Linked DNA regions of Mus musculus: regions 1, 3 and 4 are each linked to region 2. A link is a contact called in public Hi-C and promoter capture Hi-C data. All regions are on one chromosome and are shown on one strand. Each heading gives the region's core, a stretch centred on a gene start, on an enhancer-like site or on the middle of the called end of the contact. The rest is flanking DNA. Distances are from core to core; before and after follow the strand shown.

What was found. Promoter capture Hi-C pulls out the DNA fragments that hold promoters and counts their contacts. A called contact is a pair of places that touch in the nucleus more often than the background predicts.
Region 1: a contact with region 2 is called in a Hi-C map of embryonic stem cells, with 2.7 times the contacts expected there. The contact joins the promoter of Vim here to the promoter of Hacd1 in region 2. A contact is called at or near these places in 6 of 39 promoter capture datasets (the HPC-7 cell line, embryonic stem cells, hippocampal neurons and 3 more), 3 of 484 Hi-C or Micro-C datasets (the N1E-115 cell line and embryonic stem cells), 8 of 115 datasets of contacts at active chromatin or transcription factors (the NIH/3T3 cell line, T-cell acute lymphoblastic leukemia, embryonic forebrain and 5 more) and 1 of 9 other capture datasets (adipose tissue).
Region 3: a contact with region 2 is called in a promoter capture Hi-C map of hippocampal neurons, with 4 times the contacts expected there. The contact joins the enhancer-like site here to the promoter of Hacd1 in region 2. A contact is called at or near these places in 3 of 39 promoter capture datasets (the 3T3-L1 cell line and hippocampal neurons), 3 of 484 Hi-C or Micro-C datasets (adipose-derived mesenchymal stem cells, nephron progenitors and uterus), 1 of 115 datasets of contacts at active chromatin or transcription factors (pro-B cells) and 1 of 9 other capture datasets (liver).
Region 4: a contact with region 2 is called in a promoter capture Hi-C map of neural stem cells. The contact joins the promoter of Slc39a12 here to the promoter of Hacd1 in region 2. A contact is called at or near these places in 5 of 39 promoter capture datasets (the 3T3-L1 cell line, embryonic stem cells, liver and 2 more).

The regions. Positions count from the first base shown.
Region 1 is chr2:13,571,222-13,576,026 of GRCm38.p6, reverse strand. Vim (vimentin) reads right to left here and starts at 1,716. Exons shown (of 9, transcript NM_011701.4): 1 at 1,033-1,716; 2 at 426-486. The coding sequence starts at 1,595. Gm9875 (a long non-coding RNA gene) reads right to left here. Exons shown (of 4, transcript XR_865978.3): 4 at 4,504-4,805.
Region 2 is chr2:14,054,408-14,058,850 of GRCm38.p6, reverse strand. It overlaps Hacd1 (3-hydroxyacyl-CoA dehydratase 1), which reads left to right and starts at 2,816. Exons shown (of 7, transcript NM_013935.3): 1 at 2,816-3,120. The coding sequence starts at 2,984.
Region 3 is chr2:14,533,651-14,538,075 of GRCm38.p6, reverse strand. All of the region lies in intron 3 of Gm13266 (predicted gene 13266), which reads right to left. Among named protein-coding and RNA genes, the nearest start is that of Gm13266, 23 kb to the right of the region's middle. Within about 2 kb of position 2,510, at least 40 of the 459 cell types and tissues checked have an H3K27ac peak or open chromatin away from gene starts, as enhancers often do. A contact at or near this core is called in adipose-derived mesenchymal stem cells and hippocampal neurons, where this site is marked.
Region 4 is chr2:14,386,277-14,390,819 of GRCm38.p6, reverse strand. Slc39a12 (solute carrier family 39 (zinc transporter), member 12) reads right to left here and starts at 2,422. Exons shown (of 13, transcript NM_001012305.2): 1 at 2,322-2,422; 2 at 1,242-1,576. The coding sequence starts at 1,499.

The sequences.
Region 1 (4,805 bases), core at 467-2,966, 480 kb after region 2:
GCTTAATTCCAGTTAAACTTTCTCATCCTCCAGAGTATTCTACATTTCCAACTGGAGGAAGCAACTGTGGTTTTTATGACCTTGTGAAAGTTAGCCAATTTCACCTTCACAATCCACAATGTAATCAAATTGTAACCATTCAATATCCGAATGTCGATATGTTTCAAAAAACGAAAGGAGAAATGTTTCGGGGGTGTGGGGGATCAGAAAAATCTGGAAACGAAGCAGAAAATAAAGCCTTCATGTTCCAAAGACTGCCCTAAATAGTGGAGTTTTTCAATCTGTGCGCTTTCCGCCGCCAGGGGGCTTTACAAGCAGACGTGAAGTTCTGCACCTTTTAAAACCTAAGGGAAGTAACTTTTAGAACCGCTCGCGGGTTGGCTCCATTGGGCTGCTGGCTGCATGTGAAAAAGAAGTCTACAAACCTGTCTGAATGACTGCAGGGTGCTTTCGGCTTCCTCTCTCTGGAGCATCTCCTCCTGCAATCTGAAGCAGCAGCACATTAATCAAAGGGGAACTGGAAAACCGCCAGGGGCGGGGCGGCCACACCCAACCACAAATGCCGCCAAGCCTTGAGTCCAGAGCTGCTGTGACACCTCCACCCACAGTAGTTACTGCAACTTGTCGAGGTGGCAGCTCTCTGCAGGTGTTAGCTGGAGTTGGGGCACACTGGAAAAGACAATCACTGCCCTTCCCTTACAATTACAGCCAATCCCCTGTCCCAATATCCCAGATGCCTTTGCCATCTCTTTGTCTGGAACCCTTCACACCCATTCTTTCCTCCTGTCTGGTAACTGTAAGCCCAGAAGAAGGACCTAAGAAACTTTCTAAAAAGTTCAATGGAAGTGCTTGAGTGAGGCGAAAAGAGAAATGTTCACTGCAAAGTTTAGGTTCAGGGTGGGGCCCGCTTCCTCTGCTATCCTCCAGACAACCGCCACCCCAGCCACATCCCCAAGGGCGTGGCAGCCCCAGTGCAAGGCCCAGGACTCCCCTCCCTCCCACACCCCACCACTCGCGTAGGTCAGGCCTTACTTCTCTCGCAGCCGCATGATGTCCTCGGCCAGGTTGTCCCGCTCCACCTCGACACGGGCCTTGTCGTTGGTGAGCTGATCCACCTGCCGGCGCAGCTCCCGCATCTCCTCCTCGTACAGGTCGCCCAGGCGCGACTTGCCCTGGCCCTTGAGCTGCTCGAGCTCAGCCAGCAGGATTTTGTTCTGCTGCTCGAGGAAGCGCACCTTGTCGATGTAGTTGGCAAAGCGGTCATTCAGCTCCTGCAGTTCTACCTTCTCGTTGGTGCGGGTGTTCTTGAACTCAGTGTTGATGGCGTCGGCCAGCGAGAAGTCCACCGAGTCTTGAAGCAGCCGCACGCCCGGCACGCTGCTCCGCAGGCGCACTGCCGAGGACCGGGTCACATAGGCGCCACCGGGGGATGAGGAATAGAGGCTGCGGCTAGTGCTGGGGCGCAGTGCGCTGCCCAGACTGTAGGTGCGTGTGGACGTGGTCACATAGCTCCGGTTGGAGCTGGGCCGGCTCGATGTGCCGGAGCCACCGAACATCCTGCGGTAGGAGGACGAGGACACAGACCTGGTAGACATGGCTTCGAAGGTGGGCTGGCTTGCTGCGGCTGGAAAAACTGCAACAAGGGAATGAGGGCGCGGTGGCTGTGAATCGTAGGAGCGCTGGGGTCTCTGGGGTCCCGGAGCAAGAGTGGCAGAGGACTGGACAACGCCAAGGGCGCTGCTTTTATAACACTGTTAGGAAAGAGGGTCCCCTCCCACTGCCATCCTAGCCGCCGAGCGAGCCAGCCAATGGGGACCCGGAAAGAAGTGAGGAAGGGGGGTGGGGGAGGGAGCTCCCCTCGAGCCTTCCTCCAGGGCTGTAGGGTATCAAGCACAGTCCTGTTACTAATTGGAAGTGCTAGGCCTTTCAGGGGCTTTCCTGGTGATCACCCGAACTCTCTACTCACCCTTGGGTGCTGAGAAAGAAGGGATCGCGGGAAGGATTCATGGGGGAAGGAAGGGGGGCTCTGGAAAGTTGAGTAAAGCGATCCCTGGCACTGGGCCAAAGGGGCGTGGGACTAGGCGCGCTGGTAGGAGGGGCGTGGTCGCAGTCGCAGATCTGCGGTCTTCTGGGACTGGGTGGGTGGGGAGATCCGAGAGCGGAGGAGCAGGAAGAGCCTGCAAAAGCAGTCCTGCAGATCGGAAGCCGGGGAGAGAGAAACAAAGAGGGCCCGAGATTGGGGGTGGAGAAGCACACAGCCCAAGATATCTGGCTCAAGACCTTTGCAGAGGGCTTGTTTGACGTGGTCATATCCCCTGATCTAACGGACTCAGTTCAACTAGAGAGGATTAGGAGCCACTGCCTCTGGAGTAAAGCCCAGGGGACGGGGTGGGGTCGCTGAGTCAGTGGATATGACTCATGGAGCCCTGAGGGTGAGATCGTCTAGCGGTTCAGGAAAACCGTTAGTTGAGATTGACTCCAGACTCCAAGAGCGCTAAGCTCATTCATTGTCCGAAGTTTTAAACCAACTTTGAGAATAACCGTTCTTGTGATTGTTGGGGAAGTGTGGAGAGTTCTCCTTAGAAAGAAACTCTTGCAGACCCGGGAGAGCCACAAAACACATCCACACACCCCTACCCCCATCCCCACCCCTGACGACAAAAGCTCCCTCCCTCCCTCCTTCCCTCCCTCCCCCTTTCTCTCTTTCTTTCTCTCTCTCTCTTTCCTGCATGAAACCACACCCTAAGTTCTGGGTGAAAGAGGAAACTACTTTGGTAATTTCAAAAGCAAGCCCAGTGATCTCGGCCTTTCTGAAAGTGGACTGCATTAGAAGATAAGCAAGTCGGACAAGAAACCATTGGGTTTTGCTAAAAAATCCAATTCGGTGAATGAGTTCGGAAGAAAGGCAGTTATGTAGCTCAAGTGATAAACTGAAGAAACAGATTTCTGTAGATTTTAGAGCAGCGATGCAGGGGAGAAGATTCTAGTGACTTGTCTGGGCAACGCCACAGATCCTATTTTCCACAAAGAAAAATCATGAAATCTAACTTGAAATGGCGACAACTGTCCACAAAACAAAAGGTTCAGAGTGTTGAGATGCAGCGACTGTCACCTTTTCAAAGGGAAAATGACCAGCTCAAGGCTATTGCTTCACGTTTGCTTCTAGGCAAGACTAAGGGGTCTCCGTTCTCCAAGGGAAAAGGACTTTTCAAGAAAGGGAAGTTAGGCCCTTTGTGATTAAGCACGGATAGAAAAATTACAGTTTCTTTTGGTTTGGGATTTGTGGAGTACTGAAACAAAAACAAACAAACTGGGAGATGGGTCCATTAGTGAATAGGGAAGGAAAAGGAGCTTGTATTTTGTTTTTGCTTTTGTTTTTCTTTGGAGCACAGAGTGTTCCCAGCTTACCTGGCAATTAAGAAAGGCCGTTTAGAGACACGTGCAGGATTTATGCTAGCTTTTTTGTACAAGACTCTTTGAAGCAACCCTTTGTGCACCTCATCTCAGTCAGTTCTGGGAATGCTGCGGTCAAGGTTGCCTGCAGGACTCTCTGGGACCCAGCTCTCCTGCTGTGCCTTTCTTTATTCTCCTTTCAAAGAGAGGCTGTGGGTCCTTTCCAGAGAGCACTGCCAGGGTTAGCCTGTGCCTCACGTTACCATTCTGCACACTGAGAGCCTTTTATTCAAGCCATGGTTCAGCAAATGTCACCATTGTGAGATTGCTCGGAATGGCTCAGGATGAGGAAAGTGATTTCCCTGTGGGGAGGAGGGAGGCTAGCCTTCCTCCTACATAGTTTGTAGATCCCAGGGCAGTGCAGTGGCTTTGTCAGGGAACTCTTGCTTAATGAGTCACTGTGGAAAAAGAGGAATGGGTTGTGGTACGGTGTGGCAGTATGCCATGTGGGCACCACAGCAAATTCCTCAGGTTGTGATGACTTCTTCAGTAGGCTCTGCTCCTCTTCATCACCTGAAGGGGGTCCCTTCCTGGCCTTTTTTTTTTTTTTTTTTTAGCTTCAGGGACATTGATGAATATTCTCCTTTTATTGCTGATATGGTAATGGATGAACCGGTTTGTTTATCTTCACGTTATTCTTCCTTTTAAAAAGTTTTTAGAGGGTAGAGACGTAAAAACTGCTACAAAAATATTTTTAGTCATTCATGGAGAAGAGGAGAAGTCATTAGACTTGGAAAAAAGTTTGCTTCATCACACACATATGCACACATGCCTACATACATGCACACATGTACACTTGCACACACATACTTATACCACACACACTCCTCTCTCTCTCTCTCTTTCTCTCTCTCTCTCTCTCTCTCTCTCTCTCTCTCTCTCTCTCTCTCTCACAGCACGCTTTCTCTACTATATGATATTCACAGAAAAGAGAAATCAGTATATTGGAGTGTGTATTCTTGCGATCATTCACTGTGTGCTTATTTTTGAAGAAAAAAAAACAGTCTATGAGCATAGCTTTCTTAGTTTTCATATTTATTTTTGATTGCAATGAAAACCTATCTCAGAAGTATTTTTAAATCTGGACTTATTTGTGATGCAAGTTTGTATATAAGTAAGTGAATGGTCATATGATTTGTAGGTCAGGCACAAATACTATCAGAGTACTTAACAGAGTGATTTTGGAATTTGCAAGCTCTGGCCATGTCAGTTTAACATGGTGACTTGAGCTGACAGGGCAGCCAGCCGTGTGGACAGGAGCTTAGTGGCCTATCGAGTTTTGGAAGAGCTGCCTACAGGAAGTCATGTCAAGAGTACTGCAGGTAGCAGACCCTTCTGCTTGAATATTAGAA
Region 2 (4,443 bases), core at 1,567-4,066:
TCATTATTGTGAAAATGAGGTACAATCTTGGGCCCAGTTCTGTGGTTTGCACTAATCTCAGCCAAATGGCTAAGAAGTGACTTAAAAGGAGTGCTTGGAAGGGAGATGATTTATTGACCATGGAACAAACCCCACCTCTGCCATTACATTGGGATTAATGACAACACTAATTTGTAAATATACACTTTATATATAATTTAATATATAAATATGTAGTATATTTATATATTTAATATATTTAATTTATACATATTTTAACTTGGTGTGAAAACAGAAATCACAACAGCCTCTGTTTAGTTTTGGTCTTTCTTCCCCACAGACATTAATAACTTCAAGCAATGCTGTTACTGCTAATTTTTTTCCTTTCTAATTTCATAGAAAATAATCATACATTACATATGTTGTTTGGCCTCTTTAGCTCAGCAAAACCTTTATGAGATTCATTTTTGTTGACTGGCTGGCTGCTCATCTTCTTATTCTGCTGAGTAATATCGTACTAAACGAGTACACTACCATTTGTCTACTCATACATGTGTTAATGGACATGTGGGTTATTTTTAGTTTAGGGCTACTATGACTAAACTGTTATGAATACCCGTGTCTAATTCATTGTGTGGGCATATGTTTTTGTTTACCTTGGTTAAATACAAAGGAGGAAATTGCTCAGCCATATGACAACTAAACGTGTTGATCTTTTAAATAAATTGATAAATTGTTTTCCAAAGCAGTGTTCTCTTTAGCCCCGTGAAGAAGGCCAGTTGCTACACACCCTTGCCAGCCCTTTGAAATGTTAGCCACTTTAATTCAAAATTTCCCTACTCCTAGTGAAGCCAGCAGCTACGAGCGTGGCACTGATGAGTTCTTCCTTCCCGTGTGCTCTACATTCTCTTATTTGCTAAAAACAGACAAACAAAAGCAGACTCCTTTATTGAATTAAACATACTTTATTTTACTTGTGTGTGGTGTGTCTTTCTGTGTGTATGCCGTGTGTGGGTTCCCGAGGAGGCCAGGAAAGTGGATTAGATACTCAGGAACTGGAGTTTCAGGGCTGTGAAACCACTGACCCGGGTCCTAGGAGCCAAACTCGGGTCCTCTGGAAGAGCAGCAGGCACTTTAAACTGCTGAGCTCTCTTCCTAGCCCCTGTCCTATCGAATTATAAAGACTCATCATATACTCTTGTTACTTGAATGTATGGTGAATATTCACTTTTAAAATTGTTTTTGGAATAGATTTTTACATTTTAATGTAAAATTTTAAGTCTTCTTTCCTTTCCTCTTTCCTTCCCTCCTTCCTTCCTTTCTTTATGATAGTTGTACCTAAGAAGTCTTTGCCTTTTTTCCTAACATCAGAGATTCTGTTTTCTTCTTGTTTCATATGCTTGCTTCTGTGTTTAATTCTATGATCACCTTGAAGTTAGCACATAGCCATGATGTAAGATTCATTTTTTCTGTGGTTGTCCAGTTGCTCCACTCATTGAAAAGATTAAAATTCCCACACTGAATTGCTTCAGGTTATGGTGTATTTGAACTCTGCAGTCACATTGGTCCACAATTCCCTTCTGCTTACTATTCTAGGTTGACCATTGTAGTTTCATAGTGAGGTTTATAATAAATAGGCTATGCACATGCTCCTAGTTCTTCCTATACATGTTCATGGATCTGTAGGTTTTAGCTTTTCAAATAAAACCTGCTGGCATCTGGAGAGAACTGACATTGTAACATTTTGAGATTTAGAGGCCTGTTGTGTCATATGGCAGTGATTTAATGTTCAGTGTACAGGGCCGGCACCTGCTTTAGTAAATTTATCCCTAGTACACTTTCCACTTGGAAGGTTTTACTTAACCCCACTTCCCCTGACATTTCTGAAACTGGACGGGTAATCCTCCCATTTCACATCCACAACAATGTGCACACCCAGGGGAGTTCATGGACAAACCTATAGTCATTTCTCCCCTCTGACAGTGTTGCCCTTTGCAAAATGTCTTTCTCTCATTATAAGCAAGATGCCTGAAAAGTACTAATATGCATACTTCAGTTGACAAACAGTATCAAGTCAGTACTTGATTTTGATGGATCATTTCCTTAACCCTATCTCTCTATGAGGTTTACCATTTTATTTTCTTTTGCAGAAATGTAGGCATACACAAACTTCTAAATTCCCAGACTGGTGGAGTCAGGAATTTGGGGGTTGAATTTCAGTAAACTGACTCTAGGCTGCTTGCTTAGCCACACTCTATAAAGGGAAAGGAAAGGGGGCTATTACCAGAATGGTTCTTGAGAAGAAGAGAGAAAAAGGGGAGATTAAATGTGGAGAGCCATTGGGCACTTCTTCCCAGCAGGACAGGAAACTTGTTAACACCATGGCTGGATTTCCTGTCAGTATCCTAACACCTATCCCTCTTTGCCTACGTCCTTTCTCCCAGCTTCCTTTAGAACAGATCTCTAGAACCCATGACATCCGTCTGACCCAGTAATGAAAGGCATGGGGCAAGGCTAGGCCGGAGTTGCTTCTCCAGAAACTCGGGAGAGCGAGCATTTGGTAGGGAGACCCTGCTCTCGGGGCAAAACCCCTGCCACCTCGGGTGCACTCGCTCTATCTGGACAAGGCTCTCCAGCGGGGCACCCACTGCCAGGGCGCACGTCGCTCGCGTCTCTCTAGGAAGAGGTCGCAGCCAGTGCGGACAGCTCTCCCGCGGGAGCGCGCCGCGTGACACTGCCTGGAAGCCATGACCCCGGCTGGCCCACCCCGGGGCTAGGGCCCTGAGCGCGCGCTCCCGAGAGGCGGCGCCGGGGCGGGGCGCGCGGCCGGGGGCGCGCTCCTCCCCCTCGCGGGAGGCCGGGCAGGCGGCGCCGACCCCCCGCGCGTCGCACATGGAGCGCTGGACCGAGGCGGCGGCCGCGGGCAGCGGCACTTCAGTGGCGCGCTCAGCCGGCCCCTCCCGCTCCTGTGCGCTGCTCCTCCGGGTCCGCGTGCGCGGTCACCATGGCGTCCAGTGAGGAGGACGGCACCAACGGCGCCTCCGAGGCCAGCGACGAGAAGGAAGCCGCCGGCAAGCGGAGACGCCTAGGCTTACTGGCCACCGCCTGGCTCACCTTCTACAATATCGCCATGACGGCCGGGTACGTGCGCGCGAAGGTCCTTCCACGCTCCGCAAGCACCAGTGCGGTCCCTCAGCGATCCGGGCTCGGGGACGCGGGGAGCGCGCTCTCGCGGGGCTGCTGGGGGTCGAGGGCGCGCGCACGGGGATGGAACGGAAGCGCACGGGGGAACTGTCAGGGGTCTAGGCGGAGGCGCGCGACGGTGGCGGGGGCTTTTGGAGCGAGAGCGCGCGTGTCGGCCAACTGGGGGTCGCGGCCCCGTAGGCGCACATGGAGCGGGACAGCGCGTGTGCCCGGCCACTTGCGATCGGAGCACTCTGGGAGAGTGGCCGGGGCGCAGAGAGCAAGAGCGCGCGTGCTGGGCCCTAGGTGGTCGCGGCGCGGCGGGGGCGCGCGGCGCAGTGGGGGAGGGGCGTAGCGGGGTTGAATGGAGCGGGGCGGGGCGGGGCGGCCAGCCGCCGCTCGCTGGGCATTGCCTAATACGGTGCACGGTGTGGCGCGGCGGCACGGGGCGCGGGCCGGAGGTTAAGTATAGACCCGGGCAGGAATGTGGGGCCGACCCACGGGGCAGGCGACTGCGGCTCGGCCGCCTCCGCCTGCTGTTGAAGAAACGGCCCGGTCTATTCACCCGAGCCGGGAGCTGTCCGCTGGCTGTGGGCACCGGACCCTGGCCGTGTGGTTCCTGGTGCTGTGGATTGCTGGGCAGTGTCTTCACCTACTGTTTTTTCTTCACCTACTGTTTTTGTTTTAAGCATGGCACTTAGAAATGCCCACTTGGGACTTTGTTTGAAACATCTGGAACAGGGCAGATAATCAGCATCTTTCTGGCCTTGTCCTTTCCAGATTACCGACTACCCACCCTACTCCCCATCTCTGGCCTCCCCCCAGACCTAGTGTGAGTAGGAAGTTAGGATCAAAGGGCTATCAAATGACTTATGGGTCTACTGTGACCGAAACCCATTATGAAAATGTCCTTTGCTGTCTTGCCTTTAGAAAGAGTTACTTTCTCAATATCTTCTCACGTTTTAAGTTAGAGGATTGTGAAGAAACCTTTAGTATTTAAAAGTCTCTGAAGCTTATAGAAAAAATGTGAACGTGTAAAAAAATGTGATTCTATTTAACAAATGTTCCTGTCGATCATCTAGTATATATTATACTACTGAACATCAAATATAATTAGTTCGTAGATATGTATTTATTGGGGGTTACTGTGTGCCAGGGACTGTGCTGGTTCCTTTGGCTGTCTTCTAATTTTTAGTTTTCTGCAATCCTGTGAGGGGTACAGAATAATATTTTAGAGTGAGGTATGGAGAGACCCCCAAGTCACTGGCTGGAGATCACAAC
Region 3 (4,425 bases), core at 1,261-3,760, 480 kb before region 2:
AAAGAAGTCACTGATGATCTGCAGCTGAGACACAGCCTCTAGAAGCCAGAAAACGGGGGAGGGCAACTGTTCTGAAAAGTGTACCTTATAATTCGAACAACTTAGTCACCAGATTTGGAGAACAGATAACGAGAGTGGGAGGAAGTACTGTGAAGCAGCAGTGGGGAAGCATTTAATAAAGCACAAAGTCCTTGAGCATCAATCACTGTGCTTTTGACAGAATCCACCCTCACTGAGCTGTCAGAAAATCAAAGGACAACTTACAGAATATGGCACATTGGCCCATGTTGTATGAGAAGGCAAATATAATCAACACACAGTGGAGAGAGATTTTGAATGCTATAGACTGTTTAAAAAAAGCAAACAAACAAACAAGCAAAAAAACAAAAAAACAAAACCCACTATAGAGTATGATTATATCAATTCTCATAGAACTCATAAAAACATGGCTTGATTCTGAAAAACGGCCATTTCTTGTCTAAACAACCTTTTTCATACTCTCACATACTTTTACCACTCTAACCACAGATTTAAGGGAAGAAATGCATTATTTTTAATTGACTCTGTAGGGGACAGATAAACATGGTAATAAAAACATGAGGACTCAAGCTACCTATGCAAATGACATCAACACCATACTGATCATTCAATACAGGAATCAATGTTATACCTTTTCATCAAAATAGAAGAAGAAAATGAAAAGTGTCTGTAACCCTAAAAATGTACCATCAAACCCCTACAGATCTGTGGACATTAATTTGGGGTTTGGAGAACCTTTTATAAATCTTAGAGCATAAACTATATCATGCTGGCATTATGAAGGATGAACTGGTTAGTTGTGAGCAATAGTAGAGGCAGTTAGTTATACTTGGGTAGCCATGGCAACTGTTAAGGCAGAAGGGAATATGATTGCAACTGGAAGGGAAGGAAGAATATGTAGACTTTGAGGGAAAGAAAAAAGCCAGGCTACACAGATCCTCATGGCTCTCAAAGATGGAGAAATAAGAGAAAGAAATATCAGTGGTTCTAAGCATAGGCCACTTAAGAGACACATAGACAGGTAGCACATACCTTTAATCCCAGCACTTGGAAGGCAGAGCAGGCAGATTTTTGAGTTCCAGGCCAGCCTGGTCTACAGAGTGAGTTCCAGGACAGCCAGGGCTATACAGAGAAACCCTGTCTCAAAAAACCACCCCCAAACAAAACAAAACAAAACAAAAACAAACAAACAAAAACATAAAACCCAAAAACCAATATATATATATAGACTTCAAAGGATTTGATCACATTGTGATATGTTTCTGTGCATGAATGTTCAAATGAAAGTCTATAAGAGGGGGCTGGAGAGATGGCTCATTGGTTAAGAGCACTGACTGCTCTTCCAACGGTCCTGAATTCAATTTCCAGCAACCACATGGTGGTTCACAACCATCTGTAATGGGGTCTGATGCCCTCTTCTGGTGTGTCTGAAGACAGCTACAGTGTACTCATCATATACATAAAATAAATAAATAAATAAAATCTAAAAAGAAAGTCTATAGGAGGAATATTTAGTGCCACCCCATGTGAGATTTGTAATTAGAAGGCATGAGCCTTGTAAGAACAAGAAGTGTCCATCACTTTCTTTAGGTTGGGGAAGTTTTCTTCTATTATTTTGTTGAAGACATTTTCAGGTCCTTTGAGCTGAGAATCTTCATTCTCTATATATTGCGATTATTCTTAGATTTGGTCTTTTCATTGTGTCCTGAATTTCCTGGATGCTTTGGGTTAGTAGTTTATTATGTTTTGAATTTTCTTTGACAGTTGTGTCAATCTCTTCTACTATATTTTCTACACCTGAGATTACCTCTTCTATCTCTTATATTCTGTTGGTAATACTTACATCTGTAATTCCTGGCCTAGGTTTTCCATTTCCAGGTTTGCCTCCATTTGTGTTTTCTTTATTGTTTCTACTTCCACTTTTAGGTCTTGGATCGCTTTATTCAATTCCTTCAGCTATTGATATTTTCCTTAAAGGATTCTATTATCTTCATGAGATAGGATTTTAGGAAAAATTCCTGATTTTCAGGTATGTTGGTGTATTTAGGGCTTGCTGTAATGAGAGAACTGGGTTCTGATGATGCCCACCTATTTTGGCACATCACAGTGCAAACTGAGAGGTCCAGGTTGCGGGCTGGGGACAACTGTGCTACTCAAAAAGTCATTGTGGAAAGCCATTTATAAGTGGTACTAGCCCTAAAATGACCATCCTTTCTAAAAGAGGAAGTAACAGATGAGATTTTCAGCAGTAATTTCAAGTAATTGCTACATTCTCTCCAAATGAAAGAAGTAACTTGGCTTTCTGCAAACGGGGTGGGGGTGGGGGCATTTACAGCTGTCCTTTCTCCAAGGGCCACCTGTACAGCCACCCTGACTGCATGTTGCCATTTGCCCCCACACACAAGATGGCCCACCCAAAGACACAGAAAGAACTTAAACCAAAAAGCTTGTTCCTCTGGTGTTCACCACAACTGAGTCAGCCAGCGATTAAAGAACAGCACATTTCTATGGTTGTCACAGAGGCTGGATTCTTCTGCTGGCACGAAGTATTCTAAAAGAGAATGGAAAATTACCCATTTACTTCAAAGAACCATGCTGATTTCCTAGAAATACATTGCACTTGCATGTTGCCAGGGGCAACTGATTAATTCACAGAGATCCTGCCTGTGACTGACAGCTTAAGAAAGGTAAGTTTATGTGAAGCAGATTTGAGATTGGGTATAATGGGTATGCAGAAAGACATCATGCAGTGTGCTAAACAATAGCAGATTTTAGATATGTGCGCACTGAGTCGATCAAAAGCTATTGCATCAGTTTGAGCTCTTGTGAGAATTTGCATGCAAGCATGGATAACTTCGAAGAAAAAGATTGACTGGAGGCATCGAAATAACTAAACAGATTCAGCTAATGCATTTTCACACAGGGAACAGATGTTGCCACATAAAATTCAATCCAAAACATTTTATCAGAAGTCTCTCAGATTAGGTTAAAAGTTGTATAAATAACACAATTCATTATGTGCCGTGAACTTCACAAATGCCAATAAATTGTTCCCATCAGCACATTTTACTATTTCTGGTTTTATACACTTATTTATTTGGTGTTTTTAGATAGGGTCTTCCTATGTAGTACAGGCTGGCCTTGAACTTATGACCTTTTTGTCTTCTGCCATCTAAGTGTTGGAATTACATGTATGTACTATTATTGCTGACACCAAACATCAAATCTTACATACTTATATATGTTGTGTCTTTACAGTGAATAAATACTGGGCATGAGAATAATTTTTATTTCCATTAATTTATTCTTTTTCAGAGGAAAATAAGCAACTGGTAAATCTTTTAACGATATATTTTCAACTTAAGGAATATCTCCAAAATGATCTGTTTATTGAGTGTAGTTTCCAGTGAATAATAATTTGCTGGCAAAGCCTGTTGCTTAACTGTAATCACTGTTGAGTCACAGGGTGGCTGAATCCAGATCACATACCAAGTTGGTCAGAAGCCATGGAAAATAACAGAAGCACACATAACTTCAGTACTGTATTACACTGGGGGGGAGGGAACTCAGATAAAATATGTGCTCGTCTGTCCTTTTGTATCATATACATTCCTATACAGTGGCCTATTGGCATGATAGTCACTTAATTTGCCTCTATATGTGAACCCTGGAAACCTGAAGGCCTTGGGAGCTGTGTGCTATCTATTACTCAACAAAAGTGCCCTGACTAACTGCATACTTGGATGTGTGCTTCCTTCACATCTAGCTAATCATCATACATTATCAACACCATGGGTAAGCTGACCATGTAAAAGACTGTAGAATACTTGCTTTACATATTTAAGATCCTGAGTTCAAGCCCTGGAATCACCAAAAACCATGAAACAACAAAAAGTGAAGTCCTAATATACCAACAAAAGAGATATGATTATGTAGGCACCAAATGAAGTCTATGGTACCATAAGTATTACTTACAGTTAAAGGCAGCTGACAGTCAAAAAGATTCAGGAAAAGATTTCTACTCTCCCTGTTCTACATAGAAGTTGAACATCAATCTCTCTGTAGCTGTAACCACTACCCCACACTTAGGCCAATGTAAGAAGCAGAGAGGAGTTCATATCAGTGGAGATCACTAGGGAAATGAACTATCACCAAGGAAACATTTATCTTCGGTTACTTCTTCCTGATGGTTACCAAACTGTTATTTGTAGACAAAGATCCCAAGATGATGGAGGAAGTTGTTTTCCTCTTCAAAACCATTATATTTATATTTATTATTATTATTATTATTATTATTATTAGTAGTAGTAGTAGTAGTAATAGTATCAAAGAAATCTTTATTCTGGCTGTATTTGTTTCCTTATCATTGGGATCTTTCATACTGCA
Region 4 (4,543 bases), core at 1,173-3,672, 330 kb before region 2:
TATACATGCTTTCAACTTATCTATATACCTACAAGTTTTTCCTTTAAAAATTCATTGACCGGGATGGGGTGACAAAGAGGGATTTTGTGGGCAGTTATTTTAAGACCCGGGTTCTCCTCCACAGTGAGACTTGATGGACCTCCTCCAGGGACTTCAAACATCCACAATGGAACCTGATGGACCTCCTCCTACAACAACCAAACCCTGGGATTAGTAGTCCCCCCAGTTTTATGCTGAAGCAATCTGGGGACGGTTACAAGGGAGGGGGTGGGTTTAAAGGGACAAGGAGATGAGTGGGATTGGGGTACATGATGAGAAATTCACAAAGAATCAATAAAGATAGAGGGGCAGAGAGAGGGAGGAGGAGGGGGAGAGGGAGGGAAAGGAGAGGGAGGGGAAGGAAGGGGAAGGAAGTGAGGGAGGGAGACAGAGACAGACACAGAGACAGAGACAGACAGAGACAGAGACAGAGACAGACAGAGACAGAGACAGAGACAGAGACAGAGACAGAAGGGAAACTAATCATGATCAACAGCAACACATCCATCCTAGGCAAATCAAGATTCAGCCTGGGAAAGAGGAAGCCTTTATGCAGTAACTTCGTGTGAGCTGCACAACTGATTCTGGTGAGAAGACAGGATAGGGTTTGCTTGTTAGGTCGGGAGAAGGAAAGCTGTAGGGAAGGCTGTGGAATAGGTCTCGGGAAGCATGGCAACAGTTTCAACTCTAAATGCAGCACTTCTCTCCTGAAGCTCTGATTGCTCCCTGCTAGTGATTGTCAAGGCACTAACTCGGGACCACACAGACTTTAAAAAAACACTAACTGACACCTAGGAGTGCATGCTCAGGAACTGAATGTCAGGCAAATATCAGAATGCTGGGATTGTCTCACAGAAGATCAAAAGCCTCTGTCTAATATCATCCATGGTCATTGCAGGACAAAAATAAAAGGATCTCAGAAAAGCAGAAGGAAGGACGGGCCAAGCACTCATCAGCAAGCCAGTGTCCCTAAAGAAGCAGAGGGGCTCTAGAAAGCATAAACACTTTTTCCTAATTGAAAAACAAAATCCCTTGTGAATGGTTTGTTTTAAGGAAGATTCGGGACATTATTGTGCCAGGCTGAACTTCTAGCTTGCATATGAACTTTGCATGTCATTTCGTTGTAATAAAGCCATCTCTATGTGATCCACTGTTCCCTTTGGAGCAATTCTTAGTACCCGACCCCACTTTATTTCACTAACCAGCTTGCAGTCTCCTTGTGTCCAATCTGTTCTCTGTGGACACCCAGTCCTCTCCAACAGAATTTTGATGAGGCTTTGTGGATGGTTGAGGGACCAGTGGTCACCAGCAGAGAGGACCCTCAGAACTTCTAGCAGGCCTTGGCTCCCAGCTCTGCTGTTATTCTGAGTGAGGGTTTTGCCGGTCTCAGTAGAGGAAACGAGGCTGAGGGAGTGGGACAGTAGGATCATCCACACTGAAAGATTGGTCCAGAAGCACATGTCCACTCTTGGGCTTGGGTTGTGTTGGGGGTGAATGGGAGGCTTCATGCAGGACAAATTTACAACCAGAGGGTTTCCTGTGGTAGAAAAGAGAAAATAAACACTTCAAGACTTTCAACATGTTTGAAATGACTCACTAATTGGGTGCCTGGGCCGATTTGCAGCAACAGGGGATCTGCATGCAGCTTATAACCCCAAAGACCAGGAAACTTCCCACCTCACAGTGGGCAGGAAACTATGCCTGCACTAATCAGTCAAATGGTTAAATGAGGGTGCACTTTCCATGTCTGCAGCCAGTGCCTGGCCCAGGACACAGAGTGAGCTGCAACACCTTAAAAAAAAAAATCTGTGCAGTCAGTGGAGAAAATTAAAGAGAAAATTTCTTTTAACACACTTCCAATATCACACTGAGTCAGAAGCCTTTGAAGAGGACAATGCCCTAGAGAAAAATAGTGATTTCAAGAAACACTAGTTAGTTTTTAGCGTAATAAAACCATCCACGAAGACACTGGAGAATGAACTATCTCTGAAAACCTCCAAGACCCCAAAAGGATAATAAATCTACTTACTCTGAAAGAATGGGAAATCACCTTAGAGTCTATCAGAATTTTTGGAGAAAACTAAGTCTTGAATTGATTGTTTAAGGAGTCAAAAATGTTAACAGCGTCTCTTGTAGTATCCAGAGACGATCCAGTAATGACCTCCAGGGTAGTAACAAGATCCTAAGATTATCTTTATAGCTTAAACAACAGTTTCAGACTCTTATGCTAGCATTTTAAAAAGAGACATAGTGACACAGACGTTTCTAAACCCATCACTTACCTCAAGAAGAGAAATAGTTGTTTATCTCTAGCTCCCTGGGCCTTTAAATTTCTGAGAGCATTTTGTGGTCCCACAGTTCTCCGTTTTAAAATTCCTTAACTGTGTGCTGAGAGCTGGAGAGGATTATTTCAGCCCAGAGACATTTCTAGTTGCTATGGAGAGAGCTGCTCAGACGGTAAGAATGAAGGTGGATGAAAGCGGACAGTTGCTGGCTCGCAGATTTGCAGGATAATCAAATAAATGTGGTTGAGGAATTATTCTTTTATATCAACATTTAGCACAGTATTTTAAAAATTATCTACAGTCATTTGCCTTCCAAGGGACAGAATCTAGATAAAAAATAAATAAAATTCTACCTTGCAAAGTGAAAGAGATCATTGTTTAACCTAGGCTTAAACCAAGAGTTGACAGAAAGATTGACCCTTTAAAACTGTTTCACAGCTTGCAAATATTTAAAAGATGCAAGGATTTTATAAATAATGGTTTAAACTAAAAGTACTTGATGAAAGAACGCACTTCTAACCTGAGAAGTAAGTAGATACAAATGGGGGACCTGTGCCAATCACCCATTGTGTGTGGAAACTGGGTACAACCCATGAGATAACCAGGGTTCAATTTAACTACCCATTGTGTACATGGTTTTGTCTCGAATGTCAAAGAAAGGGACTTGACCTTTTCTTTTTCTCATAAGCACCATGGTGACAGTAACTAGACTCACCTGAGAAGCAGGGAATTAGACCAAAGTTAAGATGGTCAAACTGAAGGTTAAGCAAGGGCTGAGAAACCAAGAGGCTTTGGGCTTTAGACTACAGGATGTTGGACCAAACTCCCTAAAGGCATGTGCCCATCACCTGTGGTGGTCCCTCCAGTAGGAACTACCATGTAAAAGGCTTGGGTAATCCAATAGCAAGAATTTGGTTAAAAGGCCATTAAAGAAATAATAGTTCACTACTTATGCAATATAGCTGGTTTTAATCTCTTCATTAATTAGTCCAGGAGCTGGTTCTTCGAGAAAATCAACAAGATAGATAAACCCTTAGCCAGACTAACTAATCAGAAATGAAACAGAAACAGACTAATCAGAAATGAAAAAGGAGACATAACAACAGAACCTTATGAAAGTCCAAAATATCATCAAATTCTACTACAAAAGGCTATACTCAACAAAACTGGAAAACCTCGCTGTAATCGAAAATTTCCTAGACAGATACCAGGTACCAAAGTTAAATCAGTATCAGATTAATGATCTAAACAGTCTCATTTCTGCTAAAGAAATAGACGCAGTCATTAATAGTTTCCCAACCAAAAACAGCCCAGGACCAGATGGGATTAGTGCAGAGTTCTATCAGACCTTCAAAGAAGACGTAATTCCAACTACCCTCAAACTATTCCACAAAATAGAAACATTAGGTACTCTACCCAAGTCATTCTATGAAGCCACAATTACTCTGATACCTAAACCACACAAGTTCCAACAAAGAAAGAGAATTTCAGAGCAATTTCCCTTATGAATATCAATGCAAAAATACTCAATAAAATCCTCGCAAACTGAATCCAAGAACACATCAAAACGATCATCCATCATGACCAAGTAGGCTTCATCCCAGGTATGCAGGGATGGTTTAATATACGGAAAGCCATTAACAAAATCCCCTATATGAACAAACTCGAGGACAAAAATCACATGATCAACTCATTAGATGCTGAGAAAGCATTTGACGAAATCCAACACCACTTCATAATAGAGTCATGGAAAGATCAGGAATTCAAGGCCAATACCTAAACATAATAAAAAGCAATATACAGCATAACCAGTAGCCAACATCAAAGTAAATGGAGAGAAACTGGAAGCAGTCCCACTAAAATCAGTGACTAGACAGGCTGCCCACTTCTCCCAACCTATTCAATATAGTGCTTGAAGTCCTAGCCAGAGAAATTCTCTTACACGCGTTCGCGACCGGCCAGGAAAGACGCAGCAAACCAGAATCTTCTGCGGCAAAACTTTATTGCTTACATCTTTAGGAGCAAGAGTGCAAGAGTGCAATAGCGCAAGAGCGCAAGAGCTTTATTGCTTACATCTTCAGGAGCAAGAAGCAAGAGCTTTATTGCTTACATCTTTAGGAGCCAGAGCGCCAGAGCGCAGAGCAAGAGCTCTATTGCTTACATCTTTTGGAGCAAGAGTGTAAGCCCCCAAAAACGAAAGCGAAACCCCGTCCCTATTA